2 separate regions of the Dromaius novaehollandiae genome follow, and region 1 is linked to region 2. A link is a contact called in public Hi-C data. All regions are on one chromosome and are shown on one strand. The core of a region is the stretch at or near the end of the contact, and the rest is flanking DNA. Distances in the headings are between cores, read along the strand shown.

The links. A called contact is a pair of places that touch in the nucleus more often than the background predicts.
Region 1: a Hi-C map of liver shows a contact between it and region 2, with 7 times the contacts expected there. The contact joins two enhancer-like sites. A contact is called at or near these places in 2 of 4 Hi-C or Micro-C datasets (brain and liver).

The regions. Positions count from the first base shown.
Region 1 is chr21:4,514,394-4,518,405 of bDroNov1.hap1, forward strand. No RefSeq gene overlaps it. Among named protein-coding and RNA genes, the nearest start is that of UBASH3B, 200 kb to the right of the region's middle. Within about 2 kb of position 1,893, at least 2 of the 2 cell types and tissues checked have open chromatin away from gene starts, as enhancers often do.
Region 2 is chr21:4,370,490-4,373,993 of bDroNov1.hap1, forward strand. It overlaps LOC135330498 (a long non-coding RNA gene), which reads left to right. Exons shown (of 3, transcript XR_010392507.1): 3 at 233-756. Among named protein-coding and RNA genes, the nearest start is that of SORL1, 66 kb to the left of the region's middle. Within about 2 kb of position 2,227, at least 2 of the 2 cell types and tissues checked have open chromatin away from gene starts, as enhancers often do.

The DNA of each region.
Region 1 (4,012 bases), core at 643-3,142, 140 kb after region 2:
GGCGCGGCAGGTTCCTTACAGCTTCCAACAAGGTCGCTTGCGACAAATACGTGAAAAGTCTCCGCATTTAAATAACGAAGAGGAAGAAAGAAAGGGAAGTTTGGGGCAGTGACGGAATTATTTTCATTGTTTCAACGAAAAGGAATGCAGAAATAAGAGCAGGAATATGCAGGCTCTCCCTCCAGCCGCCTGGCACAAAGCATGCAGCAGCATAAAGGCGCTGCCTCCCCGCCCCCTCCGCCAGCCCCGCGGCCGGCAGGGATGGAGAGAAACCCCGAGTTGCAAGAAAATCAGGTAGAAACTCACCATTTGGAAGCGGGGGAGGCTCCAGTCTCCGGCGCCAAGAGCAGGGGGGAAAAGCGCGGCGGCGGGGCGGCGGGGGCGGGCCGGGGCCGGGGCCGGGGCCGGGGCCGGGCAGGGCAGGGGCCGGGCAGGGCAGGGCAGTGCCCGCAGCAGCCTGGCCGCCCGGCGGGCTGTGACACCCGAGCGAGCGCGGGCGAGCGAGCGAGTGCGAGCGTGCGGCGTGCGCAAGCCGGGGGAGGGCGGCGAGGGTGGGTGTGTGCAGCTGGGCAAGCCGCTCGCATTTTTAAAACGTTTTTTTTTTAAGGGAATATATCAAGGAAAGGAAAAGGGGGGAAAGGAAAAGGCACCGAATTCCTCCGCAGCTCCTCGCCTGCCGCCCTCCTCCCTCCGCGCTCCGACCGATGCCGCTATTATTATTATTATTGCTGTTATTATTATTAAGAGACGGGGCTGGGGGGCTGGCGAGCTGCGGCCCGCTCCCGACTCCGGCATCCGCTGGAGCCAAGGGCAGCGCCGTGCCAGAGCAAGCCCCGCACTGCCAGCGCCGCCGCCGCCCGCCCCTGCCCGCCGCGGGCCGCCGTTGCGAAGGAAAACCTGGAGGAAAAACCCGCTTCCCCTCGAGAGGAGGGTCCCCGAGCCCCGTGCGCACACACACACACCGCACACACACACACACACACACACACACACACACACACACACACAAAAGGGACTCCATCCTGCACCGACTCCTCGCCAAGCACCTTGTGCAACCCCAGCCAATGGAAATTTACGCCGGCCATAACCGAGAGCAGGATTTCGTCCCCAGCTTGCCACCTCCTTCTCCGCTCTTCTCCCTTTCCCTCCCTCCCTTTCCTCCCTCTTCCTCCCTCTCCCCCCCCCCCCCAAATAAATAATATGGATCCGTACCCTCCACCCATCTCTGGAACCGCTTCAGGCCCAGCGGCACAAGCCGAAACGTACCGCAGGGCCCGAGGTTAAAAATGCAAAATATCCGCCGCTCATCGCCCAGCGCTGCCGAAGGCAGGTCCCCCCCCGGCCCGGCCCCGGCCCCGGCCCCGGCCCGGCCCCGCGCGGCCGCCGGCTCCGCGCTCCCGGCGCTGCCCGCCGCCGCACGGCTGGGGGCAGCCGTAACAGGCACCATTACCAAATCATCGTCATTCACTCCGTCCTTTTCTCACCTCAGGAGTCTGAGCCCATTCACCAAAGTCCTTCCTCGTCCAGGATCTCAAATCTTTTCCTTTTTTTTTTTTCCTCCTTCTGGATCAGCCAGTCCCGACATCATTAAACTATAGTCCTCCTCTTCCTCCTCCTTCCTTCTCCCCCTCTCTGTCTCCCCCCCTCTCTTTTTTTTTATTTCAAAAAGGGGGAGTGGGGGGTGGCTGGGGGGGGAGTAGACATAGCTGCATGAAGTGGCTGCCTTTTAGAAAGCACATTTAATCTTTACTGGCTCCCCTAGGCTTCGATGAAGTAGAAGGGAAAGGAGAGGAGAGGGGGAAAGAAAAAATACAGGCAAGGGAGGCTGTTGAGGGACAGCAAGCATCAGGCTCAAATCAACGACCAGATGAAAATGTACTAGACCACACTGCCCCCTCTCTTCCTCTCGCTCTGTCTCCGTCTCTCTCACACACTCTCACTCCTGGAAAGCTTCAGTGTCTGGTTACAGACTCTTTTGGATCCTTCCCCCCCTCCCCACCCGCGCCCTTTGCCAACTATCCTAGAGATTCCTTGCATGCCTACTTAAATCTTTAACAGAATAAGGACCCGGCCCCCCCCCGCCGCCGCCGCCAGCCTCGCACACACCGGCCCCGCCGCCCCTCCCCAATAAGCTCTTAAGCTCCGGGAGAAGCCGCCGCCGCCGCCGGCGCATCCCCGGCGCGGGCTGCCCCGGGCCCGGCCCGGCCCCGCGCCGCCGCCGCCCGCCGGGCCCGCAGCGCCCGGCGCCCCTTGGCGCCCCCGCCGCCGCGCCGGGGGGGCTGCAGCCCTGCGCCTCGCATCCCTCCGCCTGCGGCTGGGGTTTAAAACAATAAAATCCGCCGCTGCTCCCTCGCCTCCCCCCCCCCGCCGCCCCCCCGCAGCCGCACGGAGGCAGGCGGCGCGCCCGGCTCCTGCCCGCCGCGACTTCAGAGCTGACGATCCCTTCGCCGCCACCCCCCCCCCCCCCGCAGCCACCCCTCCGCTCAACGGCAGCCCCGCTGCCTCTCGCACCAGACTATATTTGCAATATGTGCTAATTTACCAGCTATATGCCCTTGGATTTTAAAATGAACTCATCAGTCACTGCTGCTAGTACCGATGCTGCCTCTCTGCCTCACACACACCCTCCGCTGCAGACACGTTACTCATTCTCCAAGCATTTCCTCTCCCAATGTCCGTCAGACGCATATACACTTCATTGATCAAACCAAATCCCTTGATAACAATAAATAATAATACAGACAGTTAACATCAGCGGGGGGGGAGGGGGGGGGGGACGGGACAAAGATGACGACTAAATCTGCACTGTGCTCTACGAGGCCGGGCCCTGCATCCCCAGGGATGCGCCGCACAGCGCGGAGCGCAGGTCCGCCCCAGAAGACCCCGCGCACCGAGCCATCCGTGGGGCCTTACCTGAGACCCGCAGCGGTCGGAGCAGTGGGGCGGGGGCTCCCCGGCGGCGCCCGAGGCCTGGCTCCACACGGGCTGCGCAAGGCGCTCGGGGGAGCAGAGGGTGCTACTCGCTCTAAGGGAGAGAAAGCACCTAACGCCAACACAGAAATAAATAAATAAGGCGGTTTCTTTGTTATGCTGCACGTTGCACAGATGCTCTAGGACTACGGCGTTAAAGGTATTTGGGCACCCAAAGATCTTGTTAGCTGCATACGGGGATATTCAAAACACCTCCTTAGCTCCCAGTGAAATCACTTTCCTTGGTATTGAAGGCAGACAGCATCTACGCAAGAAACCAGGTTAGGTTAGGAAGCCAGTCTGTTAAATATACCTCCGTTACACGTGCCAGGCATTTCAAGGGCTTTGGTTTCAGGGGGGTTTGTGGCTTTATTTCTTAGTTTTCTGGGGCTGAAACAGGGGAGGGAAGAGAAGCTGCCTCTTAGGATTTGGGCTAGTTAGATGCCGTGTGTGGGTCTGGCAGAGAGAAAGCGAGTGCAGTGTAAGTGTTCGGGAAGTTGGGGAGGGTGGGGCTATCTAGAAATCATTGACTCACTGGGGTAACTCCCTGCACACAGGAATCAAACCATTACTCAAAGCAAGCTACATTTTATCAGCAGCAGCCTTAGAATGAAATTCTGCTGCATGCATGCAGAGTCCGAAGCAACAAAAATAAACATCTGAAAATAAATATACAATCCATAATTAAATTACTGGGTGCAATGCAGAAATCCCTGGGTGACAGAGGAGGCTGAATTATGCAATGAAGTCAGTCCGGGAACCCAAGGATACAAATTTTCTCATTTATACCAACATAATCCTGATTGGCATCAGCCTAGATAGGGGCAGAATCAAACCCTATGTACTGAAGGATCTAATCTTTGGGAAAAGTAGACTGGATTAGAGAGACTGTATCTGCCATCCATCCTTTGACTCCTCATATAGATTCCCTCCTCAGCACCACAGCAACGTGCAAGATTTTGACATCACACAGAACAATTGACATACATTGTTTTTTTCATGTTCCCCTATCTTCCTTCCCCCCAAAATGTTTGATTTTTTA
Region 2 (3,504 bases), core at 977-3,476:
GGGAGAAGGCCGTGCAATTATAAGGGTAATTCCTCCTAGGAGCTCGGTTTGAGAGTGACCACGCTGGTGGTCTCTGGGCAGGAGATGGGAGCCTCCAACTTAGCAGCACTCCCGTATGCACGACACCAAAATAGCTGGGAAGCTAGACATACACAGTCTTTCATCTGGAGACCTGCTTTTACACTTAAAACCCTTTGTCCTACTAAGTGATGCTCTAATGTCTTTTTTTCAGTCTTTTACGCCATGCCAGGGGCTTGACGCAGTGGGCAAAACCTCAAGCACTGAAGATAAGTCATCGCCACCCAAGCGATCCTCACTGACCGCAGGGAGCTGCAGCCCCGAGCGCAGCGACGGCTGGGGGGACCCGCCGTCCCCCCAAACCGGGAGAGCCCTTCGGCACGCGGGATCTGCAAGGGCCCGTCCTCGTCTGCCCGCTTGAGACGGGCGCTGAAATCCGGCACTTGCGCCGGGCAGCTCGCAGTCAGGTTTTCCTGCCTTTCGTGAAAGGCTTCGCAATTCTTCACCCAAAGGTCGAATGGGATTTTTTTTTCCTTTTTTTATGATGCAAAGTTTTTCAGGACAGGAAAGCCATTTCCTGTCCAGACCAGACACCGGCTTCCTGTATGCTTTCAAGCAGATCGTGTAATCTTATTCCCCGATTTGTAAAATGAAGATGATCAACTGCCTTTGTCTGTCCTGTCTATTTAAACTTACACGCTGTAGTCCTCCGCGCTGGCACGTGACCAGGCATAACTGCGCCCTGATCTCATACAGCACTGCAGCAATACTCATAAATAATGCCAGAGTTACGAAAGGAGGATTTACAGTAATGCGTCAGAGCGGCGAATGACAAAATTGCCTGGGTTTACTCTTGATTTACATCCGAATAAACAAGGCCGGACTTTTGTCCTGGTTCTGCAAGGAGGCTCTGCTCCAAGGCGGGCGTCTCCCTTCCCTCTTCTCCCCCGCGAACCCCGGCCTCCCCCTGCGCCCCTTCCTCTAGGGCAACGGAGAGACCCCCAAACCGGGTAGCTGCTCCTCCCGGAGAGGGGCTCAAACGGTTAACCAGCTGCCTCCGGGACGGCTCTGGTTACAGGGAGGCTTTTTCTTTTTTTTGCATTTTGGCCGTGGGCCACAAATGCAGATGCTGTGAAACTGGACTTGGTGCAGGTTCGACCCCGCGCTTCGGGGTGGCATCGCCAAAATGGCCGGTTTGAGGCGGGCGGGCGGCGATTTTGCCTCGGCCGCGCAGCGGGCTGCTCCCGGCAAGGCTGCACCGCGAGCCGGCACCCCGCTCGGCGGTACCTCGCCGCCCGCGAGCCCTCCCCAGGGGGCTGGTTTTACAGCCGGGGCGGCTGCGTGGTGGGACCTGCTCCCGCTCCGGCCGCCGGGACCGCCAGGAGCAGGGCCGAGGGTCCGGCGCTGCAGCCCTGCCCCACCCCGTGCTCCCCGCTGTGCGCGGTCGCCCCCGGCCGCGCGAGGAAGCCCCATGCCGCGGGCCGCCCGCGAGCGCTGAGGGGGGACGGCCAGGCAGATCTGCTTACTTGGCTCTCCCTCTGTCAGGCGAGCACTGCTCGCAGCTTAAATAGGAAAGCTTTTTATAGCCGGGGTCTGAAATAACAGAATCAGACTCAATTACACTGTATAAAGCGATACTTTGTGCTCTGCAGAGAGCAGGTTCCTTTGGGCTTTGTGCTGCTGCTGCTACATGTCTTGCAGGACGGTGAAGGCTGGGCAACCACCTTTGCCACCAGCTGCCTTCGCCCCTCGCCTTCCTCCCGCATGCAGCCGCCGCAGCAGGCTGGGGGAGGGCTTTTTTTTGGGTCCTCTCCACGCTATGGACTTAGATGACAATAACTGCAAAAAATCAGAGGAAATAAAATCTACCTATTCTATTTCTGCAGGCACAAGGTAATAAAAACGTTATATAATCCTCCGTGTTGTGCAAGGGAAAAGGTCCCCTCGCTGCCCCGGCCGCGCGGAGCTGCCAGCCCCGCCGGAAGGCCGCCCGCCCGCTAATTGCCGCCGACCCGAGCCCGGCCGTGCGGGCAGCATCGCCGGCCTACGCGGGGAGGATTTGGGGTGTAATTGCACCCGCGCGGCGCTTTGCGCCACAATTTGCTCTGACACCGCAAACACATTAATTGTCCCAGCCAGCAGCTTTGCTGCTCCTCATTTCTATGCCGACTGCTCGGCGCCCATTGGCTCGCCGGGGAGGGCCGCCCGCCAATCGGCGGCCGCTTTCCCGTTCATGTCCTAGCAACAAGGCCTGTTCCAATCTCGCTCCAGCAAACTGACACCTGAAAAATGACATCATGAAGAAGCGGGAGGCGGCGGGGCCAGGCGCTTTTTTCAGCTGTCTGCTGCAGAGTTCATTTAAGGTGTTTCAGTCTCGATTCTTAAAGCGACACCACTCGAAATGTCGGCTGCACTTTTCCCCCCTTCCCCCCCCCCCTTTTTTTTTTTTGAAGTCACATATGTAGGTTAATAGTTTGCAGAAAATGCATTTAAATCCTCCCCCCCTCAAACGCTCCCTGTGCCTTTCCCCGGCACACTGCCCCCCGCCACAAAACGCAGTGCCGTTTCATCACCTTGCCTGCTGGGTGCTTTAATTGGAAGACAAAACCAAAATCGCCTAGCCAAAATATCCCCGCCGCAGTCCCCTTCCATCGGTGCAGCGCTAAGACCCATTCCTTGCTTTGCAAAATAAGCCAGTGGGAATACCTGCGACCGCGTGTCTCGGCGAGACAAAAACCCCGCCGCGTATTTGCAATATCATTTTACCCTCTATCTGATCAAACGTATCATGTTGTCCATCACGCGCCCGGGGAAAGGAGGCAATATTTTAAGATGCAAACAGCACACCGAGGCTGCGGTGGGCGAAAAGACCGCCGAAATCTGCCACTAAAAGGTTTTAACTGGGGCTGCGTACCGCTTTTCAATGCCAAGATCAAAACCCTTTGCTCGCTCCCCTTGCTATCATTTTTAATTAATGAAGGCAGAAATGCCTGCAGACACGGAGCCGGGGAGAGTGCCCTCCCGCCTTTGTGTTGTACTTTCTCGGGGGGAAAAAATATGGCAGGGGAAAAGCGGTGATCAGCAGCGATTGCCATCACACCGCAGATCCAGGTGATCAGCAACGGCACGCCGTATTTTTCCGAAGCGTGGCGAGCCGCGGGGATGAGGGGGTTACGTACCGGGATTGGTCTGCAATTTATGTAAAACATTTTAGCGCACCGGAAAATATACAGCAGAGAAAATCCAATTCCAGATGATTCAAGAGGGACAAAGACAATGGAAGAAAAGGACCAAGTTCAGCTCATTTAAATGCTGTTAATTGTTCATTCCCATAGTGAAATGGTTTCTTCTGCAAATGAGAGAACAAATCCTTTAACCTTTTTTTTTTTTTTTTTTATTAGCGCCATGCCAGGACTGAAATGAACCCAAATAATCTTAATCACTGAATAGTACTTGCTGTTTTATGGCTTTTTAAAGAAAGCAGGA